3 separate regions of the Mus musculus genome follow, and all the other regions are linked to region 2. A link is a contact called in public HiCAR-type and promoter capture Hi-C data. All regions are on one chromosome and are shown on one strand. The core of a region is the stretch at or near the end of the contact, and the rest is flanking DNA. Distances in the headings are between cores, read along the strand shown.

Region 1 (3,023 bases), core at 327-2,826, 630 kb after region 2:
CTCCCTCCCTCCCTCCCTCCCTCCCTCCCTCCCTCCCTCCCTCCCTTCCTTAATTAGAATAGAGTCATTGCAGATATAATACAGAGGACCCAATCTGATAAGGTAGGCATCCCTATTAGAAGAGGTGAGAGGGATGTGGGAGGAAGATTAGACAATGGAGTGCTGTACCTGTACCCAGGGAACAAAAGGATTGACTGCAGACTTGAAGCTAGGAGAAGCATGGTGCATTCTCCATGAAGATTTCAGAGGGAGGACAGCTCCAGTGAACAACTTCAGACTTCTGGCTCCAAACCACAAAAGCATTTCTGTCATTTTAAGCCATCCTGTTAGTAGTTCTGGTAGTCCTAGGGAATGTTTTGGGGGATAAAATTACATTTCCCCTTTCCCTTCCGTCCCTCTAAACTTTTTCATAGACCTCTATTGCTCTCTCTCAAATTAAGTCTCTTTTATTAACTGTTAAGTATATAAGTGTGTATACATATGCGTTCTCAAATGCATTAATTAGTACAACCCTCAGTCTGTATGATGATTTCGGGGCTGCTCATTTGGTAGTGTGTAACCTTCCCAGGGGAAGATTTACCCCATTCCTAGCTTCGGCATTCCTTAAGTACCCGTGGTTCTTTGTGTAGGGTAGGAGTCTCTTTTCACAAAGGGCTAATGCTTGAATTAAATTTAGCCTTTAAATGCTGGTAGAAAATTTTTCTTTAGCATTATTAGAACCAAACCAAACAGCTGCTGACTGGACAAGGAAGGCCATCGACTTTAAATTTTCTCCCATGACCAAGTGTGGGAAAGAGAGCATACAAGCTGTATCTTTTAGGCAGTGTGCACAGTATGTACTGATGGGTTAATATTTTATTGCTTGCCAAGTGGCTTAACCCATCCAAACCGCTGTTACAAACTGCCATAAAGTGGCTGGCTCATAGGCTACAGAAACTTGATTTTTACTGTTCTTGTGACTGGGAGGTCCAAGACGAGCACAGCTGATGAGAGCCATCTATTTCTAGTTCATGGCTGGCGTGACCTTGGTATGTTATGCTTGAGAGGGCGTAGGCACCTCTTAATAGGGCATTCATCTCTTTCCCGTGGGTGTCACAGTCATCTCGTGACCCAGAAAGTTCCTTAAAGCCCCACCTCTTAACATAGGAGTGTGCTGATGAACGCCATTCAGATGACAGAATTAGGTTGAGAGGGAGGTGGTTTCATCTGTTAATGTTCCAGGACCTGGGGACCGTGCCCATCAAGTCAGGCATAGACATCCAGGCCAGGCGAGAACTGGCCAACTACTTTTTGAGTACCAAGATTAATAAGTGTGAGGCCTAGCCGCCGGGATTATAGCGAGGCACACGCGGCTCTGGTCGCTCCCGGAGGTCTGGGCCTCGGCGCAGATCGCGTCCCTCAGTTGAGAACGGCCATGAAGCCCAGAGGCGGCTGGTAACTAAGGGCTCCGCTCCGCTCCCGGATGTGGCTTCACGCTACCGCCTCCGTCCTTCCGTCTGGGCGGAACTCGGCTCCCGGATCTGGTGGTTGTGTACGTGGAAGGGCGGCGCATGCGCGGCGGGGCCCGGCTCAGCTGTGCGGAAGGCTCGCAGCGCCGCGCGGCCGCGGGAGGCGGTGGGGCCGGGGCCGCCGCTGAGGCCGCCGGAGCCGGCCGGAGCCGGCGCTGAGGAGGGGCCATGAGCTGGTTCAATGCCTCGCAGTTGTCCAGCTTCGCCAAGCAGGCCCTGTCCCAGGCCCAGAAGTCCATCGACAGGGTCCTGGACATCCAGGAGGAGGAGCCGAGCGCCTGGGCCGAGGCCATCCCGTACGGCGAGCCGGGTAAGCGGGTCCCGGGGTGTCGCGCCTGCCTGCCTGCCTGCTGTCGGACCCCAGTCCCGCACGCCTCGGCCCCGGTGCGGGTCCTGCTGACCTCAGGTGTCAGCTCGAGCTCTGGTCCTGGCCCCAGGCCCCTGACTACAGAGTCAGGAGCACAGCCCCAGATCCCCAATTGCTAGGCGTCTTCCGCCTTGGCGCCCTAGGTCCGAGCCTTGTAAATCCCCAGTCCCGGAGCCCCGCGGGAAGCGTTTAAGGAACACAAAAGACTTTGTTTACAAAAAGTTCACCGTCTCAAAACAACCCGAGTCAGGGATGGTAGACCCCGTGTTCTACAGAGGAGCTAACCGAAACTCAGAATGCATAACTTTCTCCAGGTGAGGCACAGTCTGTACGGGGCAGAGTCCCAAGAGAATTTGTGCTCCAAGAGTTCCCAACTGTAGCCCTTTTTGCAGCACCAGATCTTTCAGATGAACTGAAATTACTCTTTCCAGGATTATTCGGTTGCTTGTGTCTTTACGTCTAAGGGAGTCTGGAGCACTTTTCGTGTGTAGCAACAGACACTGGGGCAAACCTTTGGATGAAAGTTAACTGTGGTTTCTGGTTTTAGATGTACATTGTTGAAAACTCGGGACCTAAGTTGAATCATTGATAACGTAGTTTATGTATGACTGTAGATATATCGTGATCTTATTTCATTCTCTGTGGCACCTTGCTATTGGGAAGCTCGCCTTTTTGTGGTTGGACCCCAGAGCTGGAGTTACTAAACTTAAGATCAGATGTTTCAAATAAAAAGATACTCATTATCCCCCGCCCCGGGCGAAATCTGAGACATGGATAGTGCTGTATAATTTATTTTAGAGGGCAGGTTGTCTGAAATGGAATATGCTTTCTTGAATGCTATTTTCATTGATCATCTGTTGTGTTTTAGATTACAAAACAACATGGGTCTGAAGAATAGGAATAGTTTAAGTGGATGTGTGGTTACTATAATTTTGTACCACATTTTTCAAGAGGCAAAGTTAAACCCTGGTATCCGTGAGGATGCTAATTAGCTACCTCGAAGACCTAATCTTGCCTTAAGCTTTGTTTTCTGGTTTCACACACTGAACAAATAAATGTAAAACTCTGTTCCCAGTTCAGTTTCCCCAACACTCTTCATTCCTCATAGCTGTGGAATCACGTTAAGAGGCAGATTTTATTAAAGGGCT
Region 2 (3,287 bases), core at 486-2,985:
TCACTCTCAGAGCACCCAATACACCCTTATCTACATTCACACACAAATAGCCATTATGAAAAGAAGCCACTAGTGAAAGGCTGAGTTTATGCATCTTGATGCCTAACACATTTCCTTCCACTCTGCCACAAGCATGTGCAAAAAGCCTGCCTTAGCCAGGGAGCCAGGGCTTCTGCTCCTCCCAGAGTTTGTTCCCATGACTGGATTCAAGGTCCTGTCCCAGCCCTGAAGGAAAGCAACCTGTCTCCACTTTATAAGACCCAGCCTTTTTGTCTCCCAAACCAAAGATTCCACCCCTCAATTCTGCCTTCCTGGCCCCTGAAAGTGAGTCCCTCTGCCCCTCTACCAGGGGAACCTCACTCATCTAGACCCTAGACAATTGATGCACCAGGTGATGATGTTAGCCTTACTTCATCGCACAACTGAAAGGGTGGAAATAAAGTCACAGATTCCAGTGACTATCCCCCTCTCTGTAAACATGACAAATAAGAAGCACTTCAAGGGTCCAGAGGGACCAAAGAGAGTGATAACCGATTCTGCCAGGCAAGTAGCAATGGAGGGTGGCGTGAGGGATTAGGATACTGCAGAGGTACTGAAGAGTTGGGAGGCACCAGACTAGAGAACATCTTCACTCTAGGCCCAAAGTTCTTGAAGCGCCTGGAGAATTAAATGTGTGTAGGTGCCAAGAGAGCATTCCCAACCACCACAGACCTCTAAGGTAGTTTGTTTGTTTGTTTCTTTCTTTCTTTCTTTCTTTCTTTCTTTCTTTCTTTCTTTCTTTCTCTCTTTCCTTCCTTCCTTCCTTCCTTCCTTCCTTCCTTCCTTCCTTCCTTCTTGCATTTGTAAAGACTTCTATTCCAGACAGCTTGCCCAGCTTGAGAGACACGCCCACCCACAACCTCCTCCCCTCCTTTTATTCACCCCCCCCCCCCACACACACACACACACCTCCTCGGTGCTGTCCTGTGGCAGGTGAAAGGTGAAGCTCAGGTGAACTTCACCTAGAGGCCTCTCTGAGTAGTATCTCCCAGAGGGGCTGGTCTACAAGGGAAGACCTCCAGGCCAGTTCATCGCTGCCCTGGAGCATCAGATCCCCCTCTCCTGAGCCCCTCAGCCTGCTAGGGAGCTTCAGAAAAATTGCTCTTGGTAGCACCAGATCACAGTCCCTGTCCGGTGCTCCTCCTACCCCACCTCGCGCCGGGTACCGCCCCAGCCCCCATCTAGCTCAGCAGCTGGCATCTGCAGCCGAGGGTCCCCACGTCTGGATGAGCCATCCCAAGAGACTCGCGGTGTCCCCAAAATGCCACTGTCAGATACCCTGGGATGCAAGCAAGTCGTCTGTAAGCGGGACCCTAAATGCCAGGGGCCAGGTCGCCCTGTACCCCAAGGCAAGGGCACGGGGTCCTTGTCCTAGAGCTATCCAGACTGACTGTTCTCCTCCCAGGGTAGCAGGCGCGGGGCCCATGGGCCTCCTGCCGCGCCTCCCTCCAGCTGTCACCACTCACCTGCTCTTCAGAGGTTGACTTTTGAGTTCGTAATAGGTTTTGGGTTCTTCGTGAAACTCCTCCCCGACTTCGAAATCCGCCACGATTCCCGATTCGGACTGCATGACTCCCTCTTGCCCGCCTTCCACTGCTTGGGACTTGGACCAGAACCCGGGCACCTGAGAAAGATGGGGGGCCTCGGGTACCCCAAGCCGCGCGCCCCGCGCAGTGCCCCACTCAGCCCGCTAGCCGGCCGCCCGCCCCGGCGCGGTGAGTTTACTCTCACACCAGAGCGGGAGGGGCTGAGCCCGGTGCGCCCTGGGATTTGTGGTTCCGCCTGGGCAGAGCACACCAGCTCTCCAGGATATCAGCTTCCGCAAAAACTACAACTCCCAGAAGGTCAAACCGGGGAGAGACAACGTGGTGTACACGGATAGTGCAAGTCCTGTTTGGATTCCTTGTCAATGTCAGCAGCTCCTCTCCGTGTCTCTCCGGTTTGCTTCAAGGATACAGACCTGGCTGTTTAATATTAATAAGAACAACTCAGCCTGGGCTTCTACTGTCCCTCCTGGTTTAGACATCTGCGAGGACACGCCGAGCGTTCATTTAAAAAATAAAACACTAAGGGGTTTTGAAACTAGAAAGTTTCGGTCAGAGTTAAAACCCATTTTTAAAATAAAAGGACTTTCTATTAGCCCCCGAGCTCTTCTGGACTGCAGCGACACATCATTTTGTCCTCTATTGAAACAGAGTGTTGGAAACTTCACTTTTATAATGAAAGCATTATTGGAGGAGTTGTTCTTGTGCGTTCTTTTTCTGGAACTCAGTATAAGCTCCCACAATACTCTTCATCAGTTGAAAGGCTCCTTTCCTTTTATCCAATTAGTCACCTCTAATCTAAAGCAGCACTTGAAGGATTCAGTTAATTTTAAAAGACATCAAGTTACCAAACAGCTTCACCACCACCACCACCGTCTGCTTTCAATTTCTCAGTTGGCTGGGAGTTCAGATGAGATTGTCCTAACATTGCAAGCCGGTGCAGCTTCAAGGTACTCGGCTAGGTGATGTATTAAATGACCGCACTTTAGCTCATTTGTATGTTCAGACCTGTCTTCTGGTTAGTTCCAGCAGGACTCTTCATGTTGTATAAAACATCAACGAGTGCTTTGAGACATTGGAGTTAAGGGTGGCATTTTAAGATGGCAGAAATTCCTAGTTCTTCTAAGAAATCCTGTGTAATCTTAGACATGTCCATTGGATTCCTAGAAGCCTTAATTTCCTCATCTATGAAAGAAGAGATTAGGAAACCTATTTGAGATGGTGTTGCAAGGTCAAAAGTAAGGAAAGAATTACTTGCAATTTGTATACACTAGGGGCAGGCAAAATGGCTCAGTCGGTAAATTTACTTATTTGCAAACATGACAACCTGCAATTGGTCCTCAGGACACACATGACTGAAGAATGGAACTATTAACTACTGCAATCTGTCTCCTGACAGCTGAATGCAGGTGCAGGTACACATAATACATACATAGAATTTTTTAAAAGCTGCTCAGTGATGATTAATTTTGGCTTTCTTTTGTGTATCTTGGAGGCATTCTTGGCAAGCTTGCATCTCTTCTGTGTATTTTTCACTTTCAGGAGTTGATAAACTAAATGATGATCCTAAAAGGTCTACACTGATGGTTGGGCATCTCCTTGGAGTTACCCACTCCTATATCTTGCCTCACAGTATAGCTTTTTCTTTTTTAATTTTATATCAGAAAGATCATGAATAGGAGTGGTGAGTGAGAACTGGAAAAT
Region 3 (2,921 bases), core at 238-2,737, 660 kb after region 2:
ACTCCGGTTCCAGAGATCTGATGCCCTCTTCTGGCCGTGTGTGCATACACGCACAAAATACCTATACATAAAAATTTTAAAATGCATTTTAAAAACTACTGTAATGTTCTTTTGTTCTTTAATGTGTGTTTGGCACATGTAAATGACATGCTAACACAATACATACTGAACAGGATATATATTAAACAAATTATATACATATTAAACACATACACATATAAAACACAGCTGGTCTGGAACTTGCGACATAGATCAGGCTGGCCTCAAACTTACAGAGATCCATTTGCCTTTGCCTTCCAAGTGCTAGCTAGGATTAAAGAAAGGCCTTCCCTAAAGTGCCCAGCCCATGTGTATGTTGTATGTTACTGGGGATTGAACCTGGGGTCGTGCACATGTTAGGATAGCACTCATCTCCGTGGTCACTAAGTTGTCTGGGTGTCTTGAACTTCCTTTTATTTTTTATTTTTTTTAAATTTTTTCCATGACTCAGCCTGTGGAGTAGCTGGAACAGCAGGCCTGTACCACCAGTTCTGGTTTCAGTTCTCATAGTAGCTTCTTAAAATTTATAAGACATGTAAGCCTTGTGAACTGAATGCATCTGAGCATGTTTATTTTGACACCATTAATATAAGCTGGGTCCTTTTTTTCATTTATTAGTATTGTATAGGAAGGTGTGAGTATCCAGGAGGTCAGAGAACGAGGTCAGGGAGTGGGTTCTCCCCTTTCGTGGTAGGATCCTAGGATTCAACGTGGGTCGTCAGGCTTGCTCCCACAAGCGCTTTGAAAACTCTAAGCCACCTGTCAGCCCTTGAACCCTTTAATCATAATTTAATGGCTGTCTCCCCCATGCTCCAGAAGGCATGCTGGAACTGCAAGGTGTCAAGAATGGAAGAGAATGGGAGATATGCATACACGTAATCATCACCTAAACAAGCAGTTAGAAATCATCATGAAATAGCAAAAACGTAAAAATTAAACAAGAGTAGCCATTGGACTTGGACACTTCATGGACAGGTACAATTCCCTGGAATCTACAGTATTTTCACTACCCACCAGAGAGTGTCCCACTACATCCAGTCTCATTTGAAAATCAGGGCAGCAACTTCTGCTCAGAATGGGAAAGCAATAAAATTACAACCCTGAGTGATATGTAAACAGTCCCGTAGTCTGCCTGCCTACTCTCTGGTGCTGGAGACCTGCCAAGCGCCTGGAGGAGCAGCCAGGGACTTGCACCCCGGTGTCCCACGTCCCGGAGGGGATGTAGGCGGGTGTCCCCAGTGGATCAGGCTGTGGGTCACAGGGTGTCCGTAACCTTGGCTGATGGGTGTCCAAGAGTGCCTTCCAGACTCTGGTCGCTGGGTGTGGTCAAGGCATTCCGGTCCGCCCTTGAGCCCCGGGCCAAGGTGTCGCGGCAGCTCCCGGGCGCCCCCTGGCCCGGCTTGGGCGCCGGAGGTTTCCGGTTCGCGGCTGCCGGCGGTGACGTCTCGTTACTCCCAAGCTGCCGCCACTGCCGCCGCCGCCGCTCCCTAGTCAAGCTGCAGGTGGGCCCCGCGCCTTCCCCGCCTGTTCCTGGCCGGCGCCTGCACCCCCGTGGGCCCGCAGCCTGACTCTGGGACTCTGATCCCAGCCCGCGGCCTTCAGCTGGTTACCAGGAGTTGATCGGTGGCTGTAGGCTAGGGAGATGCCCAGCCAGGCCTGCCCTGTTGCCTCGATCCCCATGCTGGGGCGGAGTGGCTTCTCCAGGCACACCTGGGAGCCGAGCGTCTCCTAAGACAGCTGCTTCCCCAAGCACCCGGGGCAGGGTTGGCTGCTGCCGGGCGCGAGGGGCTGACTCCGCTACACAGGGGAGGGGTTGACGTTCCGCAGACAACCGGAGGATCGCCACAGCAGGATTGCCACTTCGGCGCCTCAGGCAGCCGAGCTCTGTCTGAGCTCTGTCTGCTTGCCTACCTTGGGACTTGATAGTCTTTGAGTCCCAGATGCACTTCATCTGTCCGCTGCTGGCTCTGTTGCCCAGCAATGCCCTAAGCCATTCATGTGGTAGTCCTAGTAACCCCAGCTCTCATGGTTTACGGCGTTCAGATTTTTACCTTTTTTTCCTCTTCTCTTTTTAGGTCCGTGAAAATCCAATCAAGCCACACACGAGTGGAGCGCGATTGACCGTTTTGTGCAAAAAGACGCGGTAGCCTAACCTACTAAAGCTTTCATCCCTGCCAAGTCTTGCCAGAGAACTCAACTCCGGGAAGGCTTTCTGCCAGGCCCTGAAGTTGTACTTTCATGCACCACAGGGAACCATCACCCAGCATATGCAAGTGGGTACATGCCCTCCCTTGCAAAAGCCAACTTTCTGATCTGCTCCTTTAGATTTTCCCCACGGCCAAGGGTTACTTTTTTCCATGAATGGTCAAGTTTTGTTAACCGGCAGAACGCATTGCAGAGCTGTGGATTTGGATACCCGAAATTTAGGACCTAGTGCTCCAAGCCGCGACCTAGAAGGTTAGTCCAAGGGCTGGGTGGCCTGTTGTGATCCTGAGGTTGGCACTGGTCCAGGCAGCCCCGGGAATCAGAGAACAGGATTACTGCAATGAGAACCAGGAACAGGCTTTGGTCCTAGGAATGTTTTCTCTGCTAATTATCCTGTTGGTCTGGATTGAGTGATGTGGTGTGAAGCGGGCTACCTCCTTCCTGCTCACCACTAGTGTCTGCTCCGTGGGTTACTATGTCCAGGGGACCCTGGGCTCTGACTTTGCTTTGAGAGACTTAGTAGTGTTCATTCACTGAGGAGAATCACGCATCTTCATCTCCGGGCTTCTGGCTAGGGATTTGCTGGTCATTTTTCTCTCTACGTTGTTCCTTTATATTAAAATAGTAACTAGTCTCTTGTGGCATGCTCTTAAGGTAACGTACTTTATTTTTCTCAG

Evidence for each region. Promoter capture Hi-C pulls out the DNA fragments that hold promoters and counts their contacts. HiCAR-type assays count read pairs that join an accessible place to other places.
Region 1: a contact with region 2 is called in a promoter capture Hi-C map of pre-B cells, with 2.1 times the contacts expected there. The contact joins the promoter of Tmf1 here to the promoter of Mitf in region 2. A contact is called at or near these places in 2 of 39 promoter capture datasets (the 3T3-L1 cell line and pre-B cells), 1 of 115 datasets of contacts at active chromatin or transcription factors (forebrain) and 1 of 9 other capture datasets (liver).
Region 3: a contact with region 2 is called in a HiCAR-type map of astrocytes, with 2.2 times the contacts expected there. The contact joins the promoter of Eogt here to the promoter of Mitf in region 2. A contact is called at or near these places in 1 of 115 datasets of contacts at active chromatin or transcription factors (astrocytes) and 1 of 9 other capture datasets (adipose tissue).

What each region holds. Positions count from the first base shown.
Region 1 is chr6:97,177,677-97,180,699 of GRCm38.p6, reverse strand. Tmf1 (TATA element modulatory factor 1) reads left to right here and starts at 1,576. Exons shown (of 17, transcript NM_001081111.2): 1 at 1,576-1,818. The coding sequence starts at 1,677.
Region 2 is chr6:97,805,506-97,808,792 of GRCm38.p6, reverse strand. Mitf (melanogenesis associated transcription factor) reads right to left here and starts at 1,735. Exons shown (of 10, transcript NM_001113198.1): 1 at 1,506-1,735. The coding sequence starts at 1,609.
Region 3 is chr6:97,147,452-97,150,372 of GRCm38.p6, reverse strand. Eogt (EGF domain-specific O-linked N-acetylglucosamine (GlcNAc) transferase) reads left to right here and starts at 1,487. Exons shown (of 18, transcript NM_175313.5): 1 at 1,487-1,541; 2 at 2,115-2,496.